Regions from separate parts of the Gossypium hirsutum genome. Here region 1 is linked to region 2. The links are chromatin contacts, called in public Hi-C maps. All regions are on one chromosome and are shown on one strand. The core of a region is the stretch at or near the end of the contact, and the rest is flanking DNA. Distances in the headings are between cores, read along the strand shown. Region 1 holds the start of LOC107951736 (homeobox-leucine zipper protein ATHB-6). Region 2 has its middle 48 kb from the start of LOC107951736.

The links. Hi-C and Micro-C count contacts between places; a contact is called where the count stands out from the background.
Region 1: a Hi-C map of leaf shows a contact between it and region 2, with 2.0 times the contacts expected there. The contact joins the promoter of LOC107951736 here to the enhancer-like site in region 2. A contact is called at or near these places in 8 of 34 Hi-C or Micro-C datasets (anther, callus, fibers and 2 more).

The regions. Positions count from the first base shown.
Region 1 is chrA02:97,887,093-97,893,674 of Gossypium_hirsutum_v2.1, reverse strand. LOC107951736 (homeobox-leucine zipper protein ATHB-6) reads left to right here and starts at 4,857. Exons shown (of 3, transcript XM_016886876.2): 1 at 4,857-5,462; 2 at 5,557-5,930; 3 at 6,007-6,582. The coding sequence starts at 5,399. The coding sequence ends at 6,519.
Region 2 is chrA02:97,836,584-97,844,148 of Gossypium_hirsutum_v2.1, reverse strand. No RefSeq gene overlaps it. Among protein-coding and RNA genes, the nearest start is that of LOC107951736, 48 kb to the left of the region's middle. Within about 2 kb of position 2,473, at least 4 of the 9 cell types and tissues checked have an H3K27ac peak or open chromatin away from gene starts, as enhancers often do. A contact at or near this core is called in fibers and leaf, where this site is marked.

The DNA of each region.
Region 1 (6,582 bases), core at 3,608-6,107, 47 kb before region 2:
ATGATGAGTGTATGAATCCCAACAAAATTCTGTGAAATTTATTATTATTTTTTAACACCAGTCACCCACACCAATCAATGTGCCCAATACCTTAATCTTTCCCCATACTGGGATCCAAATATATAAAAAAGAAGTGTCAAAAACATATCATTTCCTGTTTGATATAGGATTTCTCATTATTTTCTTCATCAAGGTTTCCTTCTACTCTTTGATTAAATCTTCGAAAACAGAGAGGGGTTGTATAGATGACGAAGAACCATCTTATAGCATCATAGCAGACAGCCTTTCTTTTCTGATATGCTTTTGTTTCCCTGGAAACAGAGAAATTTTTGGTTTTTTTCACGCCAAAAATTCCAACTTTTTTTTTTTTGTAGTTCTCACATGCACACAACTATCATTTTTTCTTCTTTGTGTGGGTTTCCTTGAGAACCCAAGAAAATATAAAAACCCAACTCACACGTGTTGTTGTCATCAAAGAAATAATTCCTTCGTCCCCACTTTTCTTTTTCATGGTTTTTCATAGATGACCATCATGGTTTTTTTAATAAATTTATTTTAGGGGGTGGGAAAGCTGATATACATAGTGAAAAAATTGACAAAACAAGTGCCTTTCAATGACAATAACTCATCAATTCGTCTTCACCACAAATGGATCAATTGGATTCAAAACATATCCCCTTTGCTTTGAACATGCATTCAACAAAATATTGAATCCTTTTAAAAAAATTTGCTTTGATTCAGTTCAGACCCTGTATGTGAATTGCTGTTTTCACCAATGAAGAAAAGGGTTTTCGTTTTACCAGATATTATGCTCTGAAATTGATGATAAATGATAAAATATCCAATAAATCTGCAAGTCTCATCAGCTTTTTTTTATTAATCAGGCCTAGCTTTTGGCTTCACTTTAACTCAGTGAGTGCAGTTCTCATGATTTTGATTCTTTTTGGTGGCCCTGTGGTGAAACAACTCTTGAGTTTTGTGTGTTCATTGCTGTAATTCTTCTTTTGCTCTTTCACGTCTTAAAGAGAGTTTCTTAACCATCTCCATCTACAGGTATCAACTTTTGAAAGAATTAATGTTTATGAATTATAATCAAAATACCTTCATGTTATATAAAAAAAAAAAACCCAAGTATTAATCCAGCAGATTGCACTCATTTGTATGCTGAGTTTAATTCTTTGAAAGTGCGTTTAATAATAGCAAAACCTTTATGACACCAGCTCCATGGCTAATGGGCTAATTCCAGTCATCACAAAACAATTAATCTCATTCATGGACATGTTTACGTTTCGAGTACAAATTATGATTTTTTTAGGATAAACTATAAAAATAGTCACTTTTGTTTTTCTCAAATTATATTTTAGTTATTTATGTTTGAATGTTACGTTTTAGTCACTTACGTTATCATTTTGTTACGAAGTTGTCATTCTACAATTAAACTCTATTACATCCCTAACGCCGTTAAATGAGTTTTAAATGTCAACTTGGATGTCCAATTAGGATGAAACTATGTTTTTAATTAAATAAATTTAATTTAAACTGTCATATAGGATATCCAAGTTAGCATTTAAAACTCATTTAGACTGCTATGTAGGACCGCCATTACAGAAGTAACGTAGAGTGATTATTTTGTAACAAAACGATAACGTAAGTGATTAAAACATAACATTTCAAACATAAGTGACTAAAATGTAATCTAAAGCAAAAAAAAGTGACTACTGATAAAAGTAAATCACAAACTCCGAAAGAATTAATAGTTATAAATAGTAAAAAGGACATAAAAATATGTTAATTATACCCAAAAAAAAATGAAAACAATCCAAATAATATAAAAAAATTGTGTAATATAAATTACATTTTTTAATCTCTCATAATTTTATAATTCAAAACTCTATTTTCCTTAAAAAAATATGGTATGAAATCTTGATAATATAAATTATTAATATATGAAAAATTATCTAAATATAAAATTATATAAATTTTAAAAGACATACATTTCAAATGAATTAATTAAGAAAAAAATGAGACCAAAATCTTCTGGAGAATCTCCTGCTTAGAGTTAAGCTATAAGATTGATGACTTAAATGGAAGTGGGCAAGAAACACGTTGCACAAACATATTGACTGTTTGCTTCCAAGAACAAGAATATATATATATATATTACTTGTAAATTATGTAAAATCAATTTAGATTTTAAAAATAGTTGCAATAGAAAATATAAAAGGAAAACAATATATATAAACTTTAATTGAATTTCTATCAAATGAAGATGACATTTCAACCAAGATGTAAGCAACAAAATGTATATAATGATGTGTTTAATTGTGCAAAAGATATCGTAAGTGTAATTTCGGGTTTGGTTCTACCTTTGAAAGCCATGCAAGTAAAAGTATTTTACACGTGCATATATGAGCTCTTTTTTTAATATTAACCCTCAAATTTATTTAATTTTTTAAGTAAATTAAAAAATATTGTATATCATTTTAATTTCTTTTTTATTTTACACCCAGGTACAATAGCTCAAGTGACCAAGTTCACCAGTAATATCAACAAACCCTTCATACGAACCTTTAGACTTACAACTTGTCTAATAAATGAATTTACTCAGTAATTATCACATGAGTTATCAACTATCACAACTATTTAAGGTAATCCAAGGCATGTCATAGTCTCACTTTCCCTAAACCTATGACACCAGACTATTTGCCTTTGACCCTACAATAATAGCTTAACATGTGGCACCTTAAGATAAAGGACGACATGTATATAAGGCATAAGGCTTAAGGATAAGACTAAGCAACTTGCCTCTCCTATCCTCCCAACTTACTTCTAGTGTCACGGGGCTAGACCTTTCGTCTCGCAATCCGTGCGGCCTTAGGCAATTCGCTCGTCCAAACTCGCCCAAGTCAGCCTTTACTCGAATGAGGATTCCTTAAGAACTCCTCCAAGGCACCAACTCGTACAGCGGAAGCAAACTTATGCCAAAAGAAGCTTATAAAGAACAACAGAAAGGGACGCACACAAAGTGTTTGAGTAAATGCTCTCTATTCTCTTATTCACAAAGAATAATGAAACAATGAATGGAGTGAGTACAAATGAGGGGGAGGCTCTCTATTTATACTTGAGTTCCCCCAAAACCGACGGTCAAGATACAATTACATTGACGGACGAGATTAAAGGGTACCTACCATCAAATCTCTAATCTTATAAAATAATATCTTATAAGATTCCATATCATATCTAAGATCTCTAAGATTATAATATCATATCTTTTAAGATCATGTTTCCATATTTGTAGATGGACCTTCAATCTCTTCAAGCAACGGGCCAATCCGATTGGGCCAACCAGACTTTAATCTGACAAGCTTTTCCAACAGTTCCTTGAATCGGGCCAGCTCACGTGGGCCAAATGATCCCCGTCTAAGTAATAGACCTCCATCGGATGCATTTGGTTTGATGGTCACGGGCTTTGAACTCTGGCCCGTGACACTAGCATCCTCATCTCCCCTCTCTTTTTATTTTAACTACCTTACTCAACAACTCTCTGCTCAGTAATAAGCAGGGTGAATCATTCATTTCTATCACTCTCTTGCATCAACAATTTTATTATAAATACTCCTAAAATGGATAATTACATGTTTCATCCTATAAATTTTATAAATTTATAAATTAATATATAATAAAATTACACTTCAAACTTTTAAAAATAATATTTTTTAATCTTTTAAAAAATAAATTTATAAACTAATAAAATAGGAAAGCAACAATTTAACTCAAAAAAAAAAAAAACTTTTAACTTAGTCCCCGTCCCAAAAAATTCTTTTGGCCTGTAGTGTTTTTGTGTACTTTTTCTTTGTCCTCTAGAAATTGACATTTATATTTGTGCCCTAATTTTCTTTTGGCTGAAATATTCTTTATTTAAATTCATTTCAATATATATAAAATTATGAAGTATTTTTTGTTTATATATTCAAAGAGTTAGTCTTTCGATTTTAATATATTATAATTTGATTTTCATATTTTATAAAAATTTAAAAAATCAATCCAATCACCATTAAATCATTAATTTGAAATCAACAATTCGTTAAAACCAACCATTTAATAAATTATATGCAATAATTTGACAAAAAAAATAACATTTCAAGTACAAGAAGAGACCGTATAAAACTGTGATCATAGAATCACAATTTCATATAATATTTTTTCTTCAAATACACATGTTGACCAATAACTGCTGTGAGAAAAAAATTCTAATAAATTAGGGTAAAGATAGAATTCATAAAAGATAGATTTGAATTCCTTACCATTAATAAAATATTACATAAAATGTGTAATTTGAAAATAAAAATAAAAAAAGTAGCATTGTGAATCAATCAATTAATGGAATAAAATTAGAAATAAAGAGGTTTTGAGTTTCAAAATAATTCAGAGACACACAAGTTTTTCCATGAAATTATAATTTTATGAAATATCTTATGATAAGTGAGAACTAATCATTTATTTATGAAAATAAAATGGTAAAAAGATAGGCGATTAATCGCACCGACCCGAGTAGAGAGGGCCATGATACGCTGACACCAACCAAATCTTTTAAGCTCAAAAAAATAAACAGCGCCAAGCCGTAATAGGAGCCGAGCCGTACCACCGCTTTCCAATTTCGTAGTAGTTTTTTTTTTTTTTTTACTTTTTACCCACCAAAAAAAATAAACGGTCGAAAAACCGGGTACGCCAATAACCGGTAAAGAAAAACAAAATTGTGCATTTGGAATGAATTTTATGTTAATTTGCATTTTGGCCAACTGTGGGTACCTAACCCCAGTCAAATTCTAACCCAAATGTGACCCCTCTTTTGTTTTATTTAAAGTGATGGGAACTGGTTATTACCCCTGCTGGGTTCTTCTCCTTTCTCAATACTCAATTACTAATATCTATTCTTCACTTCTTCCATTTCAACACTCTCAAACTATATTCTAATTTTGAGGTTGTGTACTGATGTAAACACAAAAAACAAAACATATTGTGGGGAGTTCATATTACATGTTTTTTGGGTTTTCTTGAAAGCTTTGTCTTGTTGGGTTTTGTGTTTTGTTTTTGGATGGGAACTGAGAGAAGTGAAGAAACTGTGTTGAAGAAACAGAAGAAATATAATGGTGGGGAAAGTGAGAGAGGGCAATGGTTGTTGTTGTGCAGTTGTAAATTTCTACAATCTTGTACAAGTTGGTCTTGTTTTAGACAAGGGTGTTACTCTTTTTACAAGTGATACTACAACCATCTTGCATCTCTTAAATCTTGTATAAAAACAAAACTTCTGTCCCAAAACAATACACAATTAAGGCTCTCTCTCTTTTTTCTTTTTCTTTTTAATCTGTTTGAAATTTACCTAAAGGTTGATTCAACTATGAAGAGGTCACTTGGCAGCTCAGATTCTTTGGGTGCTTTGATGTCTATCTGTCCCACAACAGGTTTAATACAAATCCCAATTTTGAAACTTTATTTATTTCTCTCGGATCTACTCTAACCACGACTGGGGTATGAATGACTTGTGTTTTGGTGCAGATGAACATAGTCCTAGGAACAACCATGTTTACAGCAGGGAGTTTCAGTCGATGTTAGATGGATTAGATGAAGAAGGGTGTTTAGAAGAATCAGGTCATGTTGCTGAGAAGAAGAGAAGATTAAGTGTAGATCAAGTTAAGGCCTTGGAAAAGAATTTCGAGGTTGAAAACAAGCTTGAACCTGAAAGGAAAGTGAAGTTGGCTCAAGAGCTTGGTTTGCAACCAAGACAAGTAGCTGTCTGGTTCCAAAACCGACGTGCTAGGTGGAAGACCAAGCAATTGGAAAGGGATTATGGCCTTCTTAAAACCAGTTATGAAACTCTTAAGGCCAATTATGAAGCCCTACAACATGACAATGAAGCTCTTCTCAAAGAGGTAATAATTAATAATTAATAACCCAAAGTGTTCAATTTTCCTACATCTTGTTTGAACATGGAATGATTTGTTGCAGATAAGAGAGTTGCAGGCAAAGCAAAGTGGAGAAAGCACTGAGACAGAGAGCAATGTTTCAGTGAAAGAAGAAGTGATTATATCTGAAAATACTGATAACAAAACACTTGAACAAAGTGAACCAGCTGCAGATCTCAACTATGGATCAGTTGTTGTTGGTGCAACCCTTTTTCCAGACATGAAAGATGGATCATCGGACAGTGATTCCAGTGCTATCTTAAATGAAGACATCATCATCAACACCAAAACCAACAAGGACAATAGCCCTAACAACGCAGCTTTTTCATCATCTGGGGTGTTAGAGCTAGACAGCCAACACCACCTTTTGATATCATCTTCTTCGTCACCAACATCCTCCATGGATTGCTTCAATTTCACAAAAACAAGCTATCAACCCCACCAGTACGTGAAGATGGAAGAACATAATTTCTTCACTGCAGATGAAGCTTGTAATTTCTTTTCAGATGAACAAGCTCCAAGTCTTCATTGGTATTCTCCTGAACAATGGAACTAAAATGAAGCTCCAAGATTTTTGTAAGATGGGAATTATGTAAGAAGTTAAAAACTAGTACCCAAT
Region 2 (7,565 bases), core at 1,224-3,723:
AGACAAATATATATATAGTTGAAATGTTACTTGAAGAATAAATTAAAGGACTATAGAGTTTGATACATTAGTTTTATTATTATTATTATTTCATTTTGATTTAAGTAATAGGGTAAAATTGTCAAAAATATTATATTGTTAAGGGAATGTAAGATTACTTACAGAAGAGATGGTATTGAAATTACCTTATATATTTTGACATTATCGACTTAAAGTAATTTTTGAAACCTAAAACCTTTAGACATGTTGCATTTTTTGCATCCTAATAAAATTATTTCATATTTAAATTATGTGACACACTATCAAGTATCTTATATTATTATTTTTGTTTAATGAAAGATTTTAGTTTTTATCATATCTATTTTTTTATATAATGTTTCGAATTACTTATAATTCCTTCTCAATTCTTAAATAGGAGGATAATACGTTTTAGCATATTCAAGCCCATATCCTCCTATATTGGCAACAATATCGAGCTAAAGACTCAATCAGTTGAAAAGATAAAATTTTTAAACTTTATCTACAAGAATGATTTTGTGATTTTATATGACCAAATTCTAATGGTGAACAAAATTTTTTACAAATTTAACCAAAGCTTTCGTCCAATGTTTTCAGAATTGAATCGTGAATTTCTAGTTTAACTGGTTTAAAAATTAGAAATTTACGGATTTTTATAAGTTAAAGTAGTTTTGGGCGAACAAGTCACATCAAAACTGATTTAATAGTTGGGATAGAATTGATAGATGAACTAAATTTGGAAATAATCCACTAATCCGACTTGATATTTAACTTCTATATCACACTTAAATAACATAAATTCAAATCTCATCCTATAACAATAAAAAAGAAAAAAGTATCCATAAAAAGCAGCGCCACATGATTGGATCCCAAAATATACGTGTCCGTTGGGACTTGGGAGCCGCATCCTTCTCTTTTAGTTGCCTTCCCACCCAAAACTTAATACCATTTTTCTTCAACAAAAATCCATTTTCTTGTTTCATCTTTTTACCAAATGAAATAAATAAATAAAAGCAGCACAATAAAGGTTGTAAATATTATAAAAAGCTAAAAAACAAATATCCACTACAACCACCAATCAATTGATTCTGCCACGTACCCATTTCATCCCTCCCCCACCCAAAAGCAAACCATCTTTTCTTCTTTTTTTTTTTTATTTTTTATTATGAATAAAAAATGTAGCTTTTATACTTTTGTTTGCTTTTGTAGTGTACTACCTAGTATTTAATTTGAATTGGTAGTAAAATAGTGAGTGAAAGGCCAACAGTAAGGCTATTGTGAAGGTGTCACATGGATAGGGTGAGGTAATTGCTTGGTGTTTTTCTCAGAACCACCATGTCTGTCCTTCTGCCTTCCCATGTTTACATTTGAGTTTAGCGTCACACAAAGTTACTCCTTTCCTATTACCTATGCCAATATCTCACATTTCTTTCAATCACAAAACAATATTAACAACTATCACAAATTTAGTTGAGATCTATACTAAAATTAAATTATATATCTTTACGATAATAAAAAATATAATTTTATCATATATTAATTTAAGATTTTTTAAATTAAAAAAATGACTAAAAGTAAAATTTTTTATTTTAAGAGAGCTGAGATCCCCTGTCAACACCCTTTTTAGTTCCAACCCTATTTATCAAATAATTCAAATCATAAAAATTGTATGGTGACATATATGGCTAACTTTCCAATAAAGCAAGAAAATAAAAAATATTGGATGTAGTGGTAAGGGATGTTGCATTATTAAATAGAACACATAAGTTTAAATTTTAGAGATGATATTGTTACGAGAGACAATTATGAACCTCCAATATTAGCAAGTGTAACATCATGATTTTTAGTCTTTGTTTTTCGATACAATACTTAAAACTATTTATAATCCCTCATCAACCCTTAAATACGAGAATAATGTACTTTAGTGCACTCGAACCCTCGTATTCTTATATTAACAATAATATCAATATCAGCTGAGTTAAGACTTATAATATTATTTATTTTTTAATCATGCTATATTTAAAGTTAAACTTTTTCTTTTCATAACATACGTATTAATAATATGGTAGCTTGGCCATTCTGGAATAAAACTAGCAGCTGAACCCTAAAAGATCCCCCAAATGATGATTAAGCTAAGGTAGGACAGAATCATAAAACCCCTATATAATAGTGGTAAAGCCCAAATCCAAAAGTTGAAAGGTCATATCCATGTTCATGTACTATAATATTTCCATTTTCTAAAATTTCAACACAATTAAAATAAAAATAGGTAATATTAAACCATTGATCCAAATACAATGGCATATTTATTTAATTTATTTTTCAACTCCATGGGATGGGAAGCATTTGGTAGGTTCACCTTTGTCTCGTAGCAAACAAAGGTAAGGTAGTGCAGAATTTACGTGCAGAGCTAGCAATTTTAAATAATAAATAAAAATAAAATAAAATAAAATGGCAGCTATAGAGCTAGTCCTTACTGTCCCACTAGACTAGACTGTGGGCGCACTACTGTACTGGTTTCTCACATCATGACCTGTTAACTTTCTACTGGTTACATTTTTATTATGTGTACTATGTATTAATATTATTGTATTAACATAATTACTTATTTTTCTAATTTTAAAAAATTATTTTAATTGGATATGTAGTTTTTGTATGGTGGTAAGGAAATGTCTTTCAAAATTGAAGCCAGAGCTATTTTAAAATATCTTCTCTTAATTTGGAAAAAAGAGTTAAGATAAATTAAGTAGGAATGCGACAATATTTTTCTAGTGAAATCTCTATAGGTAGGTGGAGTTGTTAATAGTTTGATGGTTAAACTATGTTCGGTATATTGTCTTTTAGGCATAAGTTGGAAGGTACGTGTTTGTCATATTCTAATGGCACATAAAGATCATATAGCTAAGTGTGTGAATCTTAGTTTTATGAGTTTATGTATTTAATGAACTGTCATTATCTGTTCAATGGTTGTTTTTAGCTAATTGTAACAGCCCTTCACAAGCTTAAGTGTTGTTTGATGTAATAACAATTTACTATTATTTTCTACCAAAAAATTATTTAAAATTTTTAGCTTTTAAACTTATATTATTTATCAAATTATCCAAAAACAGATAAAAAAGTTAATATTTGTTAACTTTACTATGTGGCAACCCATGTGTATGTCACATTAGCAATTAACTAATTTTTTAACAATTAAAAATATTACACAAATATTTTTTTTATAAATTTGATAAAATTTTGATACTTTTAACACTTTTAATTTTTAAAAAAATTAATTTATATATATTTTAATTTTTTTTTAAAATTTATAAAATTAATTAATTGTCGATATGGCATCTTACAGTTAATAAATATTAGCTTTTTAACTCATCTTAAAGTAGTTTGACAAATAACACAAATTTAAATATTAAAAAAATAAAAGAAATTTAAATGAAAAATTAATATAACTTTTTTGTAAAATAAAAAAGTGAAATAAATAAATACTCTTATTATATTTTAGAGATTCTTACACCATTTGGCAATGTACATCGTGGGGGACAGAAAACAATTGCATTTGCAACCATTATTATTACAAAATTTAAACCCATTTTGTAATATAAAATTAAATTGTAATAAAATCTAGTAGAAAAAAAAAAGGAAAAAAATTAGGGTCCCCTCCCCTCCTACATGTTGGTATTGTGTTGAAATGGGTCCCATTTTGTTCATAGCACCTTTATGAAATGCAGGTATTGGTTGAAGGCATGTGATGTGGGTCCCTTTTGCTTTATTTGCATCAAAGCAACGTCGTTTTCATCAATGGGTCACTATCCACGTAAAAATTTGCAGCAAAGCTGGACTAGGCGAGATTGATAGGAATGTCTTTATCATATACTAGTAGTAAAGTAAATTTATATTACTAAACCTTGTTTCTTTTTTCTTTCTTCGGAGCTGTAAGCCGTTTGATTGGTGACAACTCATCTACTCTACATATTTTTTGTTTACAAATTCAACAGAAGGGAATATAAAAAATGAAGAATATTGACCATTTTATCAATAAAGGCTCATTTCTAACTTCATTTACAGACATAGGCCACCTTTTTCATTATTTATCGGAATGGTCCGAAGACATCAAAACGCGTCCACGTAGGTGCATTTTAGGGGGAAATTCTAGCAAAACACGTCCCTAAGGGAGCGATTTTGCCATGTCAACACAAAACACGTTAACATGGACGCGTTTGGCTGACATGGCAAAATCGCTCCATCAGGGATGCATTTTAGCCCTTGTTTTTCTAAGGTTAGGACTGTTTGCATGTTTAGTGCCTAGGGTTTGTGGATTTAGGGTTTTAATGTTGTAATGTTAGTGTTTTGTTAAAATAATTTAAGGTTTTATTTATTTAGGGTTTAAGAATTTTAAAAAAACAAATTAGGGTTTAGAATTTTTTTAAAAATAATTAAATTAGGTTTTAAAGGTTTTAAATAAATAAATAAATTAGGTTTTATTAAATGAAACAATATAAAAACAGTTTGTACAAATATATTTAAAAAAATCAATGTATGTGTTGGTCGGAATCAGTGCCACATGGGGGTGGTCGATGGTTACGCGCTGGATTCCTTATTGGTTTAGCTTTTGGCAGGGGTTGTGGTTGTTCTGGTTGTGAGTGTTGGTGTTGGGAGAATGACTCACCTTGATAGAATAAAGAATGCAAATGTGTTTGCATTACCTACGGCAGAGGTGTTTGAATCCCATAAGGCGATGGGGATTAGAAATGAGATGAGCTCTCCAACGGCGCCTCGTGCAATCCCTCCTACGACAATGGCCTATATATCGTCGGTTGAGTCAGAGTCATCGGAAAAGGAGATGCACCGGGCCATGCATTCCAACTTGGCATAGGACTAGGAAAAGGAAACATATAAAGGTTAGGATACATATAAGGGTTAGGATATGCACTTGCCATAATTTGAAGGGGTTGTGGTGTGGGCGTCGTCGCTTGAGGCGTTGGACCCAGTGATTGTGTTGGTGCTATTGATGGTCCCGTGCCGTCATCCCTTCTCCTTGGATTTAAAAGGCCTTATCGTTCCCTTTCAACATGGATTTGCAGACGCCTCTGCTCTTCCGAGAGCAAATATGGCTTGCCATGGATTCTAAACCATGGCATGTAATCTGGCGTGTACACTAACTCTAGAACGATAATTCGTTCGCGAGTAGGTATATGATCATACCAGTTTTCCCAAATTTTGATATATTCTAAGAAGAATACTAGCCAATGCGTATTCGATTGCCGTAAGTCAATTTTGTGCTCATCATCGAGCACCTCAGGTGTCACAAGAATCAATTTTCGAAATCGAAATTGCTACAACACTCTATCCGTCTAGTGTATCTTGACCTTAGCATAATTGACCAATAGGACCTTAACATGCCAAATGTTTGGATTTTGAAAGAATTCATCTGGAATTACTGCCCGAATTACCGGATCCTCGTTTGGTGTCAATTAAAACTATATGAATGTGATAAAAATATTAGTTATATACATAATACTAAATACTAAATATGAAACGACTATGTTATGTATATATATTATTTAATACTTACATGCGCTTCCGATCGTTGGTCTAATAGAAGCCATATATCTTCAGGAGTGGTAGGTATTCCAACATAACTCGCCGAATGGTTCCACCTAATTAAATAAATTTTTAGCATAAAATTATATTTTAAATCTATGTAATAATTTTAAAATCTAATATAAATTTTACCTCGTTATGAGTGAGAAAGTATATGGGTTGTTCACTCAATGACGTAAAAATAGAAAGCGAAACCGAGCCCATGATTGTAGTAGTGATATGCAACCTTTGATTTTGGATTTATTTGGTTTCGTTGCCTTGCATATCTCCCTGTACAATGTTGCCAACACGACAAACCCCCAACTAAGTTCACCAGCTGCTTTAAAATCAACAAGTTTCAACAGTCACCTCAGATGTATGAGGTTTCGTGACAAGTCTCACATCAGATAACCTCCAATGATCTCAAGGATGTATGTCCGAGCATATCGTATTCTTTCTACTTCAGTCGAATTATTCCTCGGCTTCGAGAATATGTTTTGTAACTAGCCTATCTCGATCTGACCTCCATTAATATTATCCAGAATCGCACCCAAAAGATCGTAGCCTATGGCTCCCCAATCAGCAGATTGAACGGACCTGGTGAGTACGAACCCATCCACCGGTAATCCCAATTGTAACTGCACGTCCTCCAAAGTGATGGTACACTCTCCACATGGAAGTGCATCTCGGGTCTCCATCTCTTCATGACTGCGCTGATGAGTTTGGGGTCCAACTTGCACCCCGGCTTATATTAGCCACGTGCGAAAAACCCGCTTCCCTCAAGTAATTTTCTACTGATGGTGATAGAGGATCAGACATACTACGAATATAACATTATAACACCTGATTCACAGGCTATTATAAAATATTATAAAATAAAAATTAATTAAAATTACATAAATGGAAAAAATATTAAATAATATTCAAAATTTGAAATTAACCCTTACCATTTTCATTTGTTTGACGGAGATATGTTTATGATCGAGACGAATCAATTCCCCTATCACGATCAAATATTTTTGAAATTATAAAAAAATAATACTAGTTTAGAAAAAAATTAAAGGAAATAATTAATTAAAGAGAGCTTTGATAAATTTAAGGAGAAATTTGAGAGCTCTTTTGAGAATCTTGGAAGAAATGTTTGTGTGAAAAAATATAAGGGGGTTTTATATATATATTTTTAACCGTTGGAACCCAACGATCAAAATTTTAAATGACCGTTAGGGGTAAAAAACACGGGCTAAAACATGTCCTTGAGGGAGCGATTTTTCCATGTAAGCACAAAACGAGTTGATGTGGACGCACTTTGCTAAAGTGGCAAAATCGCTCCCTCATGGATGCGTTTTGTTGGAATTTCCCCCTAAAACGCTCCTACGTGGATGCGTTTTGATGTTTTCGGCCCATTCCAGTAAATAATAAAAAAAGTAGCCCATTTCTATAAATAAAGTTAGAAATGGGCCTTTATTGGTAAAATGGTCAAGAATATTATATAAAATAGGGATATTAGTTTTTTTCTATTGTTTAATGTAAGATCAGTAATTTCATCTTAAATTTTAATATTTTCATTTGGATTTTTATTTCACAATGAAAATGCTTAAATTCAGGATGTGGCATTAATCTATTGAAAAAGAGAATAGATGATGTGACGTCACTATTTCATTGTCATATCCCAAAAATTGGATTAGAAGAAATTGAGCTAGTGAATCCAAGAGTGGTCACGTCATGTTTTTGAGTAAAGGTTGTGGGAATTATAACAATTGAATTAATTTGGTTTAGTGTTCAAGTATTGAGCTTGTGTGAGAGAGGTTTTAAGTTTGAATCATTTGCCTTGCATTTTCGTTAATTTTTGCCTTATCTTTGAACATTTGGTTTATAAATTATTTTCTCTCAATTGTTAATAAGAATGAGTTTGCTGGTTCAGTGGTAAGGCTTTAGCTTACCCAAAGGTGTTGTGTTTGGAATCTTGTGTG